Regions from separate parts of the Mus musculus genome. Here region 2 is linked to region 1. Evidence: chromatin contacts called from public Hi-C data. All regions are on one chromosome and are shown on one strand. The core of a region is the stretch at or near the end of the contact, and the rest is flanking DNA. Distances in the headings are between cores, read along the strand shown. Region 1 has its middle 8.0 kb from the start of Gm36268. Region 2 overlaps Chchd6 (coiled-coil-helix-coiled-coil-helix domain containing 6).

Region 1 (2,877 bases), core at 249-2,748:
GAAGAAATGGCTTCAGAATTATTTAGAGTTCACCAAGATTTGTAATAACCAAAGTCTTATACTAAAACAGCCCTGACTAGGCTATACTTTCATGAGCTGTAGCAATCAGCTGCAATTGTGTAGTTTCCTCTAGGCATAAGAGTAATCTGGTTGACTATCTGATAGTCGTTTTGCTCAGAGAAACTAGGGAGGATCTAATAGCTGCTAATTAGGGAGTCAAATTGCTCTTCTCCCCCCTAGTGTCTTTGTTTATTTGCAGGAACATGAACATCAGAGGGGTGTGCTTACAGTAAGAACCTAGAGAATTTATAATTAACAATAATAGTGATTTTTAACAGTGCCCAGCACCATCCCAGCACTCGAGGGTTAGTGGGGTCTCCTCCTCTGTCTCAGGCTTCTCAGAACCATTGTAGCTGTCCACCTGGTGGCTAGGGAGTTGCCACAGTGTCATTGGCCCAACCATTTCAGTCTTATCCTGCCTTTGGCCAAAGGGAATCTGTGTTTGAGCATAGAACACCCAAGCAGGCTGGAAGGCCAGAGAGTGCAGGGAGAAGGTGAACCTTTTCTTCCAATGGCTCCAACACTTCCAGCCCATGGCAGGCAGTGACACTGATAGGGGACACCCAATCCTCAGGCCCTGCCTGGCCAGTGGGCCTAGTAATGTTCCTGATGGCCAAGGTATCAAGTCAGGCCCATTGGTGAAGAGTTGGCTCATCTTCAGCATCTTCAGTCTTTACTGCCCTGATGCCTTGATCACTGAGCTCTGGATTTTGTTTTTGTTCATTTCTTTGCTCACTATGTTGCACTGGCTTGCCAGGAGTTCCCTTTGTAGACCAGGCTGGCCTGGAACTCAGGCTCCTCTGCTTGAGTCTGGGTAATGCTTCCTAGTGGTGAGATGTTTGTCCCAGGTCTCAGGCCAACTCAACCTCAGAGCAGGAGCAGCTGTGGCTATGGACACACCACCACACCCTGCTTTCCCTGGCTGCCCAGGTCACACAGGAACTCCAGTGAGCTACAGCTCCTCCCACATTTTGCTCAGGGGAAAAAGCTTCCAGGCTGGGGAAAGACTTAGTCTGCTCCCACCCATGAGGCAGGCGCAGACGATGGCTGAGCAATTTTAGAGGGAGGGAGAGAAAGCATACAGAGCCCATTATGCAAAACCACAGGAAAGCTTTGAGGGCACCTCCAGGAACCTCTAGCCTAAAAGAAAATACAAAACACTCAGACACACAGACACAGACACACACAGACACACACAGACACACACACACACACTTCAAAGGATTTTAAAATGTGGCACCAAAAAAAGATAAAAGAAAAAAAAACCACACCCTTTGACCTATAAATTCCATCTCTGGGCACGTGGCCGAGGAGAGAATTAAGGACATGTGCCAAGGCTTAGCTTGAAGGAATGTCCCTGCAGAGCAGCCTGTAATAACAAAATGCTGGCAACAGTCTAGACTCCAGTGAGGGAGTGGTTACATCTGCTTTGGCTAGAAAGCACAATGGCATGCTATTCAGCTCTCAAAGGACTGGCAGGGCTGTTTACCCGGGAAGATAAGCATCATTTATTATTGAGCAAAAAAGAAAAGCAGCTTGCAGAGGGAGGAATGTGTAAAGATTGGCATATCAAGATATCATCTGCTAAAGCAGAGAGCTGGAAGTACCCTTAATGTCCAACAAGAGGGGATTCACTGTGAAGTGACACACAGGCTTTCAGGAGAGCCACAGGGGTTCAAGATACATTCTGATGAAGAAGAGACTCCAGACGGAGTGTAATGGAGAGGTATAACAGGCAGAGCCAAGCTTAGAGTGCATGTGTGTGTGTGTGTCCATCTGTCCTTATGTCCACATCTCTCTATATGCATAAAGAAATCTTGCAAGGATTCAGTGGGCGTGCTTATCTTGGGGGCAGGGTGGGAGCCAGGTGTGGAAAGGGATCCTTTCTACTACAGACCCATTATTCCAAGTTCTGTGTGTCCTCTCTTGCAAAGTCTACATTAAAAACAAAAGACCAGACAGCACAGGCATGCGCAGGAGAGCTCCATACAGAGGGGCCCATCCACAGGGCTGCTGAGCACCTGCTCATTTCCTCCACGCGTTTGTCAGAGCACCTGCATCTGTGAGAGTTCTCAGGGCCTCCTCTGTCTAAGGCCTGTGAGAGGCTAGGCTTAAAGGGCTGGGATACTGTGAGGGAGAGCTTGGCTGTGAGCAGGGCCCCCTGGGGGGGGGGAGGGATCTGCCTCTTTGTTCTTGCTGGCTGCCATGCTAATTTTCTGTTAGGCTACTGAGGCTACTGAGAATCACCCCTGTGACACCCTCCACCAGGAACAGAGTGATTAGGTGTCACAATGCTTCCTATTGAATAGAGACCCTCCCCCTGCCCCCCAGTGTGTCTCTAGGAGACCCATGACCTCTTGGCCTCTTCCCTGCCTGAGGAGACTGATGGGAGGGGAAGGGGCACAAAGGCAGGGGCTTGACAGTGCATGGGACCTGCCTGACTGGATGCCGCTCAAAGCAGGGCTCATGGCCAGACCCTGACTTTGGCCCTGTGTGCAGCAGCCCTCTTCCAGCCTGCTGCTCCCAATCTGCAGTTGCTCATTCATGCAGACATTTACTAAATACCTACTATGTGCCAGTCAGTGCTCTAGGCTCTGGTGGTGTATAGAATAGACAGGGCCCCTGTCCTCTGGGCTGTGTTCTACTAGAAATCACAGATAACAGGCAAATAAATAGCCTGGATGAGAAGGGGGGGGGGTGATGTAAAGAGGCTATTGTTAGCTGGGGAGGCAGTGGAGACTAAGGCCATAAAGGAGAGAAGATACAGGCAGAGTTGCTTCCCAACATACCCAGAATGCCAGTTTAGGCAAAACCAAA
Region 2 (2,805 bases), core at 153-2,652, 490 kb after region 1:
TCTCCTTACCTCCATCGAGGAGAAACAGTTGGATTTCTCTTTTAGTGGGCTGGATCACAGGTGCGAAGGACACCAGGAGCCCAAGTGGCCAGGGAAATCTCGGCTTCTACTTCAAAGGGATGACTGCACCTTCTGGCAGAAACACTCCTGTTCTGGAATCAAGAATTCTTTCCCAAAAGGAGCAAACAGTTGCAGGAACAAGAAGCAGGAAGATAAATTCAATGCTCAATTCATCCCCTCCCTCCCTTTTCCCATCCTATCCATGGTGATGGTGCTATCCACATTTAGGGCAAGTCTTCCCTCTTCAGGTAGACTCTACTCAAAGGCAACACACAGAGGTGTCTTCCAGGTAACTTTAAATTCAGTGAAGCCGACAGTGAAGAGTAACCATGCAGGATACCAAAACAGACCATATACTGGATTATAAGTCAAGCTTCCAAGAGATTTCACTTTCCTGTTCTCAAGTCACTAATTAGCAAACTGAACTTGAGAGCAAGCATACCAAAAGTAGAAAATCCTCCAATGTTTAGAAAATCATCAATATATTTCTTCAAGAAAAGAAATCTGAATTTAAAATTTTAAAAATTGAACTAAATTGCAATGAAAATACATCAGTTCAGAACTTAAAATGCTGTAGCAAAGCTATATGCTCAAGAGAGAATTCCTAGGCATGACCACAGATAAAAGAAAGGAAATAAAGCTGGGTGTGGTAAGCTTATCCACTGCTCATCCACAGCGAGCTGTTCTGAAGAAATGTGTTGTTAACAACATCATGTGAACAGTAGTAGAGCAGCTTATTATTTCTCTCTTAAATCAGCCAAATCACACGATGCAAACCCTGATGGCATGTGTTAATCACTTGGTGTGGCCTCCTGATGCAACTGAGACACACCATCTATAAGATGGCAGCAGCCACTGTCCAGGTCATAGAGCACACTACATTATGGCTGATTTTTTTCTTTGTAAAGTAGAATGAGCACACATTAAAATAATGACCAACAGTAGCCTCATATACAGAGCACTAAACCAGCAGCACCACCACTTGTGATCACCAAACATGGTGTGCTGTACACAGATGCCTGTGCTGTTGTCTCACTGGCTGCTCAGAGGTCTGTGTGCACTGACATGCAATGCTGTAGAAGTAAGTGTTCAGCCCCTCTGTGCTCTTCTGGCCTACTGCCCATGAGGTCCAAAGTTGTTTAAGGTGCTGCTAAATAGCACATGGATGCACTTTGCATTCTTAATAAAATGAAAATAGACCATGTGATTTTAATGTAACCCCAGCTTACTTCTAGGAACTTCATCTACATCTCTCTTCCCGCGCAGTACTCTGGTTATACCGGTCATCTTTCTGTTCCTTAAGTGAACTACAAGACTTCTTGTCTCAGGGCTTTATGCACATGCTGAAACTAGCTTCCCCTTCCTTCCTTTGGCAACTCCTTTTCATCTCATAAGAGTCAGTTCAAATGTCATTTCCTCTGCAAATCCAGCCTAGGTCAGGTTCCTTGCTGGACACTCCTAACTCATGCACCATATCTCATAGTACTACTAGACCATTGTGAACGTTTGCTGGGAAATTGCTTCCTCTGCAATTCAGTTTAAGAAACTGTTTTTCATATCTCAAATGTCACTAGGTTCTTCCTGGCAGAGAAAGAAGCTGTCCTGTTCCTAGCTAGAACCTCAGTTCTATCAGCTATCAGGAACAGGAGCCACGCCACATGTGGTAAATGAATGAACAAAAACATGGACAGAGTTTATCATCTCAGTAATCATTTGGTTTGCTCAGAGCTGTTAGCGATGCTCCACTGTCTTGGAAGGAAACTCCCACCATTTCTGCCACTAGCAGCTGGCATTCATTCCTGTGACATTTACAATGCAATTTGCAATCATTTGCTAATCTGAAAAATTTCACAAACATTTTTTCCTTTGATATTTAAGGAAAATACTTTCTAACTTTGCACTGTTTACTACATGAGGGAAAAGACAGTATTCTAGAAACTCTATTCATCAAATCTTTCTCTACCAAGCAAGTGTTGTGAAGTGACTCAATGGCTGCCATTATTAAAATCTCTTAGTACTGGTGGAGCTGAGACTCACAGATGGTTCACAAAGAACATCCACTTCTTGAACACAGTCCTAAAGGCTAGATACCCATGTGGCCATGGGGTGGCAGTTTCTGGGGAGTGAGAGGCCCATAGCCCTGCTTCATGGACAGTGCCTTCTCCCCATATCTTCTCAGGATGGGAAGAACAAGGCATCCTCCTAGCATCCCTCTCACATGAACACTGATCCCACTGACAAGGACTCAATACTTATGACCAGATCATCTCTCAGAGATCCAGCTGGGTTCCTGAAGACTGCTGACTCAGCCTCTAGCCAAAAGTCATGCTGCTACCACCATCAGCAGCTGACACAATCCTATGCCTCCCTTCTCTGTGGAGGCTATGTGCCATCATGTAGGGTATTGCAAAGTGTATCCTATTTAGAGGTGAAGAAACAAAGACCTCACTGATTGGAGTGACTTCCTAGTAAGTGTAGGGCTGAGGTCTGAGCCAGACGGTCAGGCCTAGTGATCTAAGGCCCCAGCCACCTACCCCAGGTTCAGAGAGTTCTTAGAGCAGAGGGTCCAGAGAAATAGTCAATGGTTAAGATCATTTTCTTGAAGAGATCCTGAGTTTGGTTCCCGGCACCCATATGGGGTGACTAACAGTTGTTTTACACACACACACACACACACACACACACACACACACACATTTTTATTTCTTATGTAAGTTGGTGTTTTGCCTACATGTATGTCTGTAT

The links. A called contact is a pair of places that touch in the nucleus more often than the background predicts.
Region 2: a Hi-C map of the N1E-115 cell line shows a contact between it and region 1, with 2.4 times the contacts expected there. The contact joins two enhancer-like sites. A contact is called at or near these places in 3 of 484 Hi-C or Micro-C datasets (the C10 cell line, the N1E-115 cell line and bone marrow-derived macrophages), 4 of 115 datasets of contacts at active chromatin or transcription factors (embryonic stem cells, neural progenitor cells, pancreatic cancer cells and 1 more) and 1 of 9 other capture datasets (embryonic stem cells).

The regions. Positions count from the first base shown.
Region 1 is chr6:88,923,658-88,926,534 of GRCm38.p6, forward strand. No RefSeq gene overlaps it. Among named protein-coding and RNA genes, the nearest start is that of Gm36268, 8.0 kb to the left of the region's middle. Within about 2 kb of position 1,499, at least 227 of the 459 cell types and tissues checked have an H3K27ac peak or open chromatin away from gene starts, as enhancers often do. A contact at or near this core is called in the N1E-115 cell line and bone marrow-derived macrophages, where this site is marked.
Region 2 is chr6:89,414,554-89,417,358 of GRCm38.p6, forward strand. All of the region lies in intron 6 of Chchd6 (coiled-coil-helix-coiled-coil-helix domain containing 6), which reads right to left. Among named protein-coding and RNA genes, the nearest start is that of Gm52910, 4.3 kb to the left of the region's middle. Within about 2 kb of position 1,403, at least 11 of the 459 cell types and tissues checked have an H3K27ac peak or open chromatin away from gene starts, as enhancers often do. A contact at or near this core is called in the N1E-115 cell line and bone marrow-derived macrophages, where this site is marked.